2 separate regions of the Zea mays genome follow, and region 1 is linked to region 2. Evidence: chromatin contacts called from public Hi-C data. All regions are on one chromosome and are shown on one strand. The core of a region is the stretch at or near the end of the contact, and the rest is flanking DNA. Distances in the headings are between cores, read along the strand shown.

What was found. Hi-C and Micro-C count contacts between places; a contact is called where the count stands out from the background.
Region 1: a contact with region 2 is called in a Hi-C map of ear, with 2.0 times the contacts expected there. The contact joins the promoter of LOC100384794 here to the enhancer-like site in region 2. A contact is called at or near these places in 4 of 25 Hi-C or Micro-C datasets (bundle sheath, ear, leaf and 1 more).

What each region holds. Positions count from the first base shown.
Region 1 is chr7:123,449,379-123,452,864 of Zm-B73-REFERENCE-NAM-5.0, forward strand. It overlaps LOC100384794, which reads left to right and starts at 1,832. Exons shown (of 13, transcript NM_001177240.2): 1 at 1,832-2,003; 2 at 2,103-2,255; 3 at 2,381-2,517; 4 at 2,614-2,763. The coding sequence starts at 1,919.
Region 2 is chr7:123,323,997-123,327,779 of Zm-B73-REFERENCE-NAM-5.0, forward strand. No RefSeq gene overlaps it. Among protein-coding and RNA genes, the nearest start is that of TRNAK-UUU, 3.2 kb to the right of the region's middle. Within about 2 kb of position 1,970, at least 15 of the 20 cell types and tissues checked have an H3K27ac peak or open chromatin away from gene starts, as enhancers often do. A contact at or near this core is called in bundle sheath, ear, leaf and 1 more, where this site is marked.

The sequences.
Region 1 (3,486 bases), core at 582-3,081, 130 kb after region 2:
CAATTTGTATCACCATGCACTCTTTCTCCACATTTTCCCACTGGGTTTTTCGGAGTTTTAACGAGGCATGTGTTGGTCGCGGTATTCGCCCAAGGGGGAGTGTTAAGTAACCCTAGTTAGGGTTATGTGGGCAAATACCTGCTTTGCCCCTGAGGGGTCTCACATCTCTATATAAGGAACCTGTACACCCCCTCATAATACAGAGAAGAGAAAGAGGCCAGAGGCCCAACCCTACATCCTGTGTCTCGTGTGTTTCACTGTCGTGCTTCTGGGAAGGGATACGAGTCTTCCACGACTTCTCGCGCCTAATCTACTGACGGGAGGGAAGGGTGCGGATCTGGTGATCCGTGGTAACGTAGTTCTCAACACCCTGCACATGATGGATGGTGTTCGAGTCTATGGAATACGCGCACAACGAAAACAAGAGCCTATCATTTTGGTTGGATCGGGATGTGCGGAGATGGGACGCCAGGTTTACCCCAACTAACACCAGGATCTCCCGATCCCGTAGGCCGGCCCCGTTCGCTCAGCGTCGTCTTCTTTTCTACAGGCGCCATGCCACTGCCCCTGCTTGCGTGGTCACAACAGTTTAGGCTTCATGGATCTAGCAAAAAGCCTGCATATGCACAACGGAAACGAGAGCCCGTCATTTTGGTTGGATCGGGACGTGCAGAGATGGGCCGCTAGGTTTACCCCAACTAACACCAGGATCTCCACTTCTCCCGATCCTGGAGGCCGGGCCCCGTTCGCTCATCGTCGTCTTCTTTTCTACGGGTGCCATGCCACTGCCCCTGTCACAACAGTTTAGGTTTCATGGATCTAGCAAAAGGAGGCCGCACGCCTTGGGCTGGATATCCAGTCAGGCTCGACTCGTCCGAGTTTGAACTGGCTTGTTAAGCTAACGAGTCACAGAATCAACTCGGTTTGGCTAGTTTAGCTCGTGAGTTATAGTAGAAAAACAATATGTATATATTAATCAATTTCTAGTTAATTTCAAACTAATTTAATAATATAAAATAGTAATTATACTTATAATTTCACAGAGCACAACAATGTAATACTAAATTAACACAACTCATCACTCAAATTCACTATCCATACATATGTTCATTAGTTTAACTCACAGTTATATTTGCATAGGTTAATTTAACACATAAACACAGTTCATCAATCATTAGTTTAACTCATGAGTCATAGACATCACACATACATATAACATGTTCATCAATTGTTACGTAGATAATATGTACCAGCCCTACCCACGCCCCACCAGGCCACCAGCCCACGAGCTCCACTGGGCGGGACGTACATGTGGCTCCACACGTCAGTGATGGTCACAGCAGTTCAGACATCGTGTATCGAGCAAAAGGAAGCCGCGCGCCCCACCGTTCCACAAAGCAGAGCTCCACTGGGCGGGACGTACATGTGGCCCCACACGTTAGGACACGTCCCTCTCCCGCAGGCCGCAGTCAGCCTTCTCCCGTGTAATGTAAGGGGGTGTTTGGGAACAAAGTTTTTCTGCAGTTTTGGAAGAATACTGCAGTATTCTCAAATACTGCAGTATTATATACATAATGGTGTTTGGCAAGCTGGGTAAAATCTCTGTTTTCAAAACTGAAGTATTGCAAATACTATAGTTGTTTTAAGGCATTCTAAACTTAGCTCTGGACCTCAGTTTTCAAAACTGCGGTATTATAAACTACGGTATTGTCATAACTAAAGTATAGTATAGTATTTCAAAAACTGTGGTTTTCAAAAACTTTGTTCCCAAACAGGGCCTAAGTGTGCAAGTGCAAGTGCAACCGCGAGCGCGACCTTTTCCCGTGGGCGCCTAGGAAAAACAGCCGTTTCCTGCGCCCGTCCCTCACCTTCACGTCGGCGACCGACCGGCAGACCGACAAACTCGAGGCAGGCCCCAATGGCGTTGGCTCGCCTCCGCCTCCTCGACCGCTACGGTCTCCTGTCGCCGGCGCTCTCTGCGACGGCGCTGCGGTCCTTGGGAGGTTGTTGCACTAGAGCCGTTCGACGGAATGCCGCTGCGGAATGGGGTTGACTGCTGACCGTGTCTCCCTTGACATTGGGGCTGTCGTTTCTCCCTACAGACCTGCGCGCGCTCTGCACGCTCTCCACCACGCTGCGGTCCGGCGCCGGCGAGGACGAGATCGAGCGCATCCGCCGCGAGTTCGATGACGCCAAGCGCAACTACCTCAGCATTCCCGCCGCCATCAAGGACATGCCCAAGATGAATCCGCAAGGTCGGGAAAAGGGAATCTCGATTGCCCATTCGCTTCCCTATCCTCCTACAGTCTTGCTTTACAGATCGGTTCTTCAGTCTCTTAACATTGCTGGCCTAGCGTTGGGACGCTGTCGCGGGTTTCAGGCATTTACGTCAACAAGAACGTCAAGCTGGACGACCTCCAGGTCTACGGCTTCGACTACGACTACACGCTGTCGCACTACTCCGAGCACCTGCAATGCCTTATCTACGATCTTGCCAAAAGGCACTTGGTCAATGAGGTTTGGTTCCTCTCTTTCTTGGGTGTCATCACATCTTTGCATGGATGACTGAATGCTGCCCTTGTGGTTTCTGAGCGGACCTGATGTTTTCTGCAGTTGAAGTATCCGGAGAGTTGCTTGCAGTACGAGTATGACCGCACCTTCCCCATCAGGGGTTTGTACTATGACAGACTTAAAGGGTGCCTACTCAAGCTTGATTTCTTCGGCTCTATTGAACCAGATGGTTGCTTCTTTGGGCGGCAAAGGGTAATATGCTCTCTCATTCATTGTTTCTCCTTTTTATCTCAACCACTCGCATCTAACTTAAATAACTATGCATGCTTTAGTTCCTTTACAAGATATATAATTATCATCTTGTTCGGTTGGCTTTAGTCCGTAGCGGCTTCTACTACTTCTACATTGTTTTGTCTCTATGGATTATGTTAGCAAAACCGGCAGACAAAACGAAGTAGATCAACCAACAAACCACAGAGCACGACACACATATTTACGTAGAAAACCCTTCAACGCGAAGGGAAAAACCACAGGCACCAGCAGACGAAACATTCACTATGATGTGGAGTGTTTACAGAACGCCATCCTTAGACGACGGTTTACAAGAGGAGTAATGATTGTGACGTAGCACCTCTGATTTCAAGTCGTTCGACTAATCGCGATTAGTCGGGCTGGTCGGTTTAGGGTAAGCGATTAGGGAACCCGACCCGATTAGGTGTTCTAGTCGACCTAGTCGTCCGACTAGGCCCGATAAATCGCTCGATCAGACAGTACTTAGCGACTAGGGTTTGTATGATGTAAAAAATTTGTAGGCCTTTTTTGGCGGGCGGTCCGGCTACAGGAGCTGAACCGTCAGAGGCGCCGTCGTGATATACCCTTGCACACGACGGTTTGTGTCTAATCTCCTCGATTCTTGGCGTCTTCATCTCCTTCCTTCTGCAGTTCTGGTTCTCTATCTCTAATTTCTTCTCTTCT
Region 2 (3,783 bases), core at 720-3,219:
CTCAACCAGAGTATAGGGGTAAAATGAATACTTTTCCTAGACAAGTTCACAATAAATCTCCTCAAGTACGTAGTTCACCTTTCCTAGGAACTTTTACAAGTCCTTTCTACATGTAGGTGCATTAACTCTTTTGATTAATTATATTGTCATAACAATGAGGTAATCTAAAATATACATATCATGCCCTTGGGCTTGGTAGGGAAGTTATCCAGTTAGGGTTGATCTTCTGGGCCATGTCGAGGTGCTTAGGTATGACGCGAACCATAGTTGGCCATAACGAGCTCTTCGTCACTGATTGGGTGGCTGAACGAGCACCAAAACCACGTTGCCCACATGTAAGCAACGCCGATGAGTCTGGTATCAGGAAACAAATTTTGTTTTCGTTTCTCTGGAGCCAGGCTCCCGTAGGCGTGAACAGGCGCACCTAATGGCCCCGCTGAAAGACAGCGCGTGCAACCACATATTAGAGAATGGGCAACCAAACAATTGTTCTCAAGATCTCGACGCTATAGAGCAAAGCAACCAAACCATTCACTGGCCACAGCCTAGCTAGCGATGACCAAATACAACCTAATCTAACTAAAGAAGGGAACCAAACAAACCCTAAAAGCAAGTGTAGCAATAAACAATAAGCCGACTAAATAATTAGATAAGAGGAGAGAGAAGAGAACCAGATTGTAAACTTACACTCGGCTTAGAAAAAAAGAAACTTTATAAGAAAGACAAGTGGGTTATATATTAATAGTGAAGAGCTCAGCTAACTACCATACAGATGAGATAAAAGATATCCTACAAAGATCTTTACCGTTGGCAATCAACGATACTATTAGCCTCGCTATAACGCGCGCGTGCGATGACAGGATGTGGGGAACTAGCGCTAGATCAATCGTTTGCGTTGTGAGCGATTTGGTAGGAAGGAGGCGACGCTCTGCACTCCTGTTTTCTTTTACGGGCGTTTGGATCCATTTATTTTGGAGGAATTGGAATTTACTTAATAAAGTAACCTATTTGGCTTGGATTTTGACAGTCCACTACTTTCCAAAATTTAGATATAAGCCTATCTCAAATTCATAGGGTGTGGGGATGAGAAATGATTTTATGTATTGGTAGAATATGTTTCTACTCTGCAACTTATATGACGCTCTTCGACTCACTCCTCTACAATAAAAATGTAGCATATAAATACCTCCGGCATCTTGCTTAATAATAGTATACAAACATATTTTGTATAAAACTATATTACCTTAATTGATATGTTCCCAAATTACTATTGTGTCTCGTTTGGATGTAGATATTTAAGACTGGAATCGGGAATTGGAGCCAGTAATTATGAATTGTGTTTGTTCGATTTGGCTAATGAATTTAGAGCTAGAGTTAAAGCTCAATTCTTTGGAATTGGACTTTAACTAAAAAGTGTATCTCACAATTCAACCAAGACTCTAGGTATTGGACGGAATTGTAACTCCAGATACTTCCAAATAACAGATTTATATTGAAACTCATTTTCAATACTAGATAGATTTAGTATTGCATCTAATTCAATTCTAACATTTTCAATATCAATATTCAAACGGATCATTGTTAGAATGAAATTTAAATCCAAAGATCTAAACGGGACTTTAATGGTTTGTTACCATAGTCAGTAAAGAGTAATACGACCGTGTACTGTACAGGACAGGAGTAGAGAGGTCACGGGCGCACAACCAGCTGCTCCCGGGCAGAATGCATCGGCGCCCCAGCGCCAGCGGCCGGCGGGGTTGCACTTGCGCACGGCCAGGCTCCCGGATCCGCATGGAGATTGCGCGGGCGAGCGTGATGCCGTCCGTGATCACGACATGGACGCGACGCCATCAGATTCGTCCGACGGCCACGTAGGAGTGCGTGGAGTGGGGACTGTATTGCTAGCAGTTCCACGGGAGAGTGCGGGCTGGCTGAGGCACGCGTGCGTGGGCGATCGCCCCATGTTCTTTCTTTGGTGGAGGCTGCTGCGCCTGCGCCACGGCCCCACGTGCCGTCAGGCATGGACCGCCTGCCGCCCTGCCCTGATCGATTGGCAGGCGTCTCGCGTAAGGTCACATCGGTTGCCCACGTGCACCCTTTCGCCTTCAGAACATGGACCATTGGGTTCCGGGTCGTGTGCGTCTGTCCTCCCTGTTCGAGGCGTTCAGAATTACGGACAAGACAAGCGCGAATGGCACCGTTTTGCTTACAGGAACCAGGTCTCGTTGTGCTCTGGTGTGGCGATTCTTTCTGGAACACGTGGAAACCTTTCACTGTTGTCAACTAAACGATACGACGAAGAACAGCCATGACATGGATTCTGCAGCCATTTTTCATTATAGCGAATAAATATATATTTTTAAAAAGGTTAATAAGATCTGGAACTTTTCTTCTTCTTCTTCTTCTTTTTACTAAGAAGTAAGTAACATCTTTACACAAGTAACTGAACCCACTCTGAAAAACAAGCGTTCAACTGGGGCGTGTTTGTCAGTTGACTGTTGCTACAAGCGTGACTTTTCTGCGTCTCTACACGTACAACCTAAGACATTTGGGGGCGTGTTTGTGAGTTGTGACCTTCTCCCTCGCCAGCTCGGCCCGTTCAATTGGTCCAGACTAAGGCTAGCCTGTCCCAACTACTACTACAACTCACTTTGTTTGCTTACTTGTACCATATAAGCCTGGCTCAAACGAGCTGGTGTTTGTCACCCAATATGCAGCCGGGCTAAAAGACCAAAACAACCCAAACGCGGAATCCTTGCGCCACGAGCAGCCAGGTTCCCAGGAAACGGACCTTGAGCTCGTTTCTGTGGAGCCAGGCTGAGAGGCTAAATTTACACGCGCACAGTCTGGCTCCTGAGCAAGCCAGACAACGCAAACACGGGAGCTGCAGTCCAGGAGCGCAGCCAGGCTGCTGGGCCATGACGGCAAACACGCCCTTGGTTTAGCCTACCCTGCATCTTCATATCCAGGCACGGCCAACCATAAGTAGACATCCAATCAGATGTTGTTGTGCAGTCAACACACGCATAGAGGCTGGTTGTCGAGGAGGAGACATCCAATCACGTGCAAATAGGGGTGGTAACGGGCCATTTAATTTAGCCTAGCAACTTTAAGGATCGAGTCAAGTTAGGGCCGGATCATAAACCAATTCAATTTTGAACTAATAAAATTAAGGGCTTTGTTGGTTTGTGAAGCAAGCATTAGGGCCATGATCCATTACCACCTCTACGTGCAAATGCATGTGAATAACAGAGTTAAGTGCTCGACTATAGGACATGTCTAAAAGAGCTAGGTTTTGTCCGATAGTTATCTTGTACTTCCTTTATTTTCAAACTATAGGAATGTTTTAGCTTTTCAAGATAAGTTACTTTTATTGTGTATCTACACAATATATACTATTATATCTAAGTGTATGACAAAAACTATATACCTAAATAAACTAAAAGGATTTGTATTTCAAAATATATGCAGTACGTGAGTTCTTCTCCTTTGTACATTATTAGTAAAAACGCTGAATGAGTTGGTTATAAGACAATTATTGTACTTGCTTTTGTACCACTGCATCTAAAAACAGCCGCTTTAATTTGGCTATTATAAACTGAATATGAACCCAAAGAAGTTGGTGAAATTTTGTTATTGTTGTTGTTGCACTGGCTTCCCGCGGCGATATGTACGTAGTGTGCTCTTGCCAATGCAAAGGCGCTTTTGTCTTGAGCCCGAGGAGAAATAGCGAACGTTGGCCACGTCATCGTACCACAGTAGCCAGCGAAACACCCGGGCCAT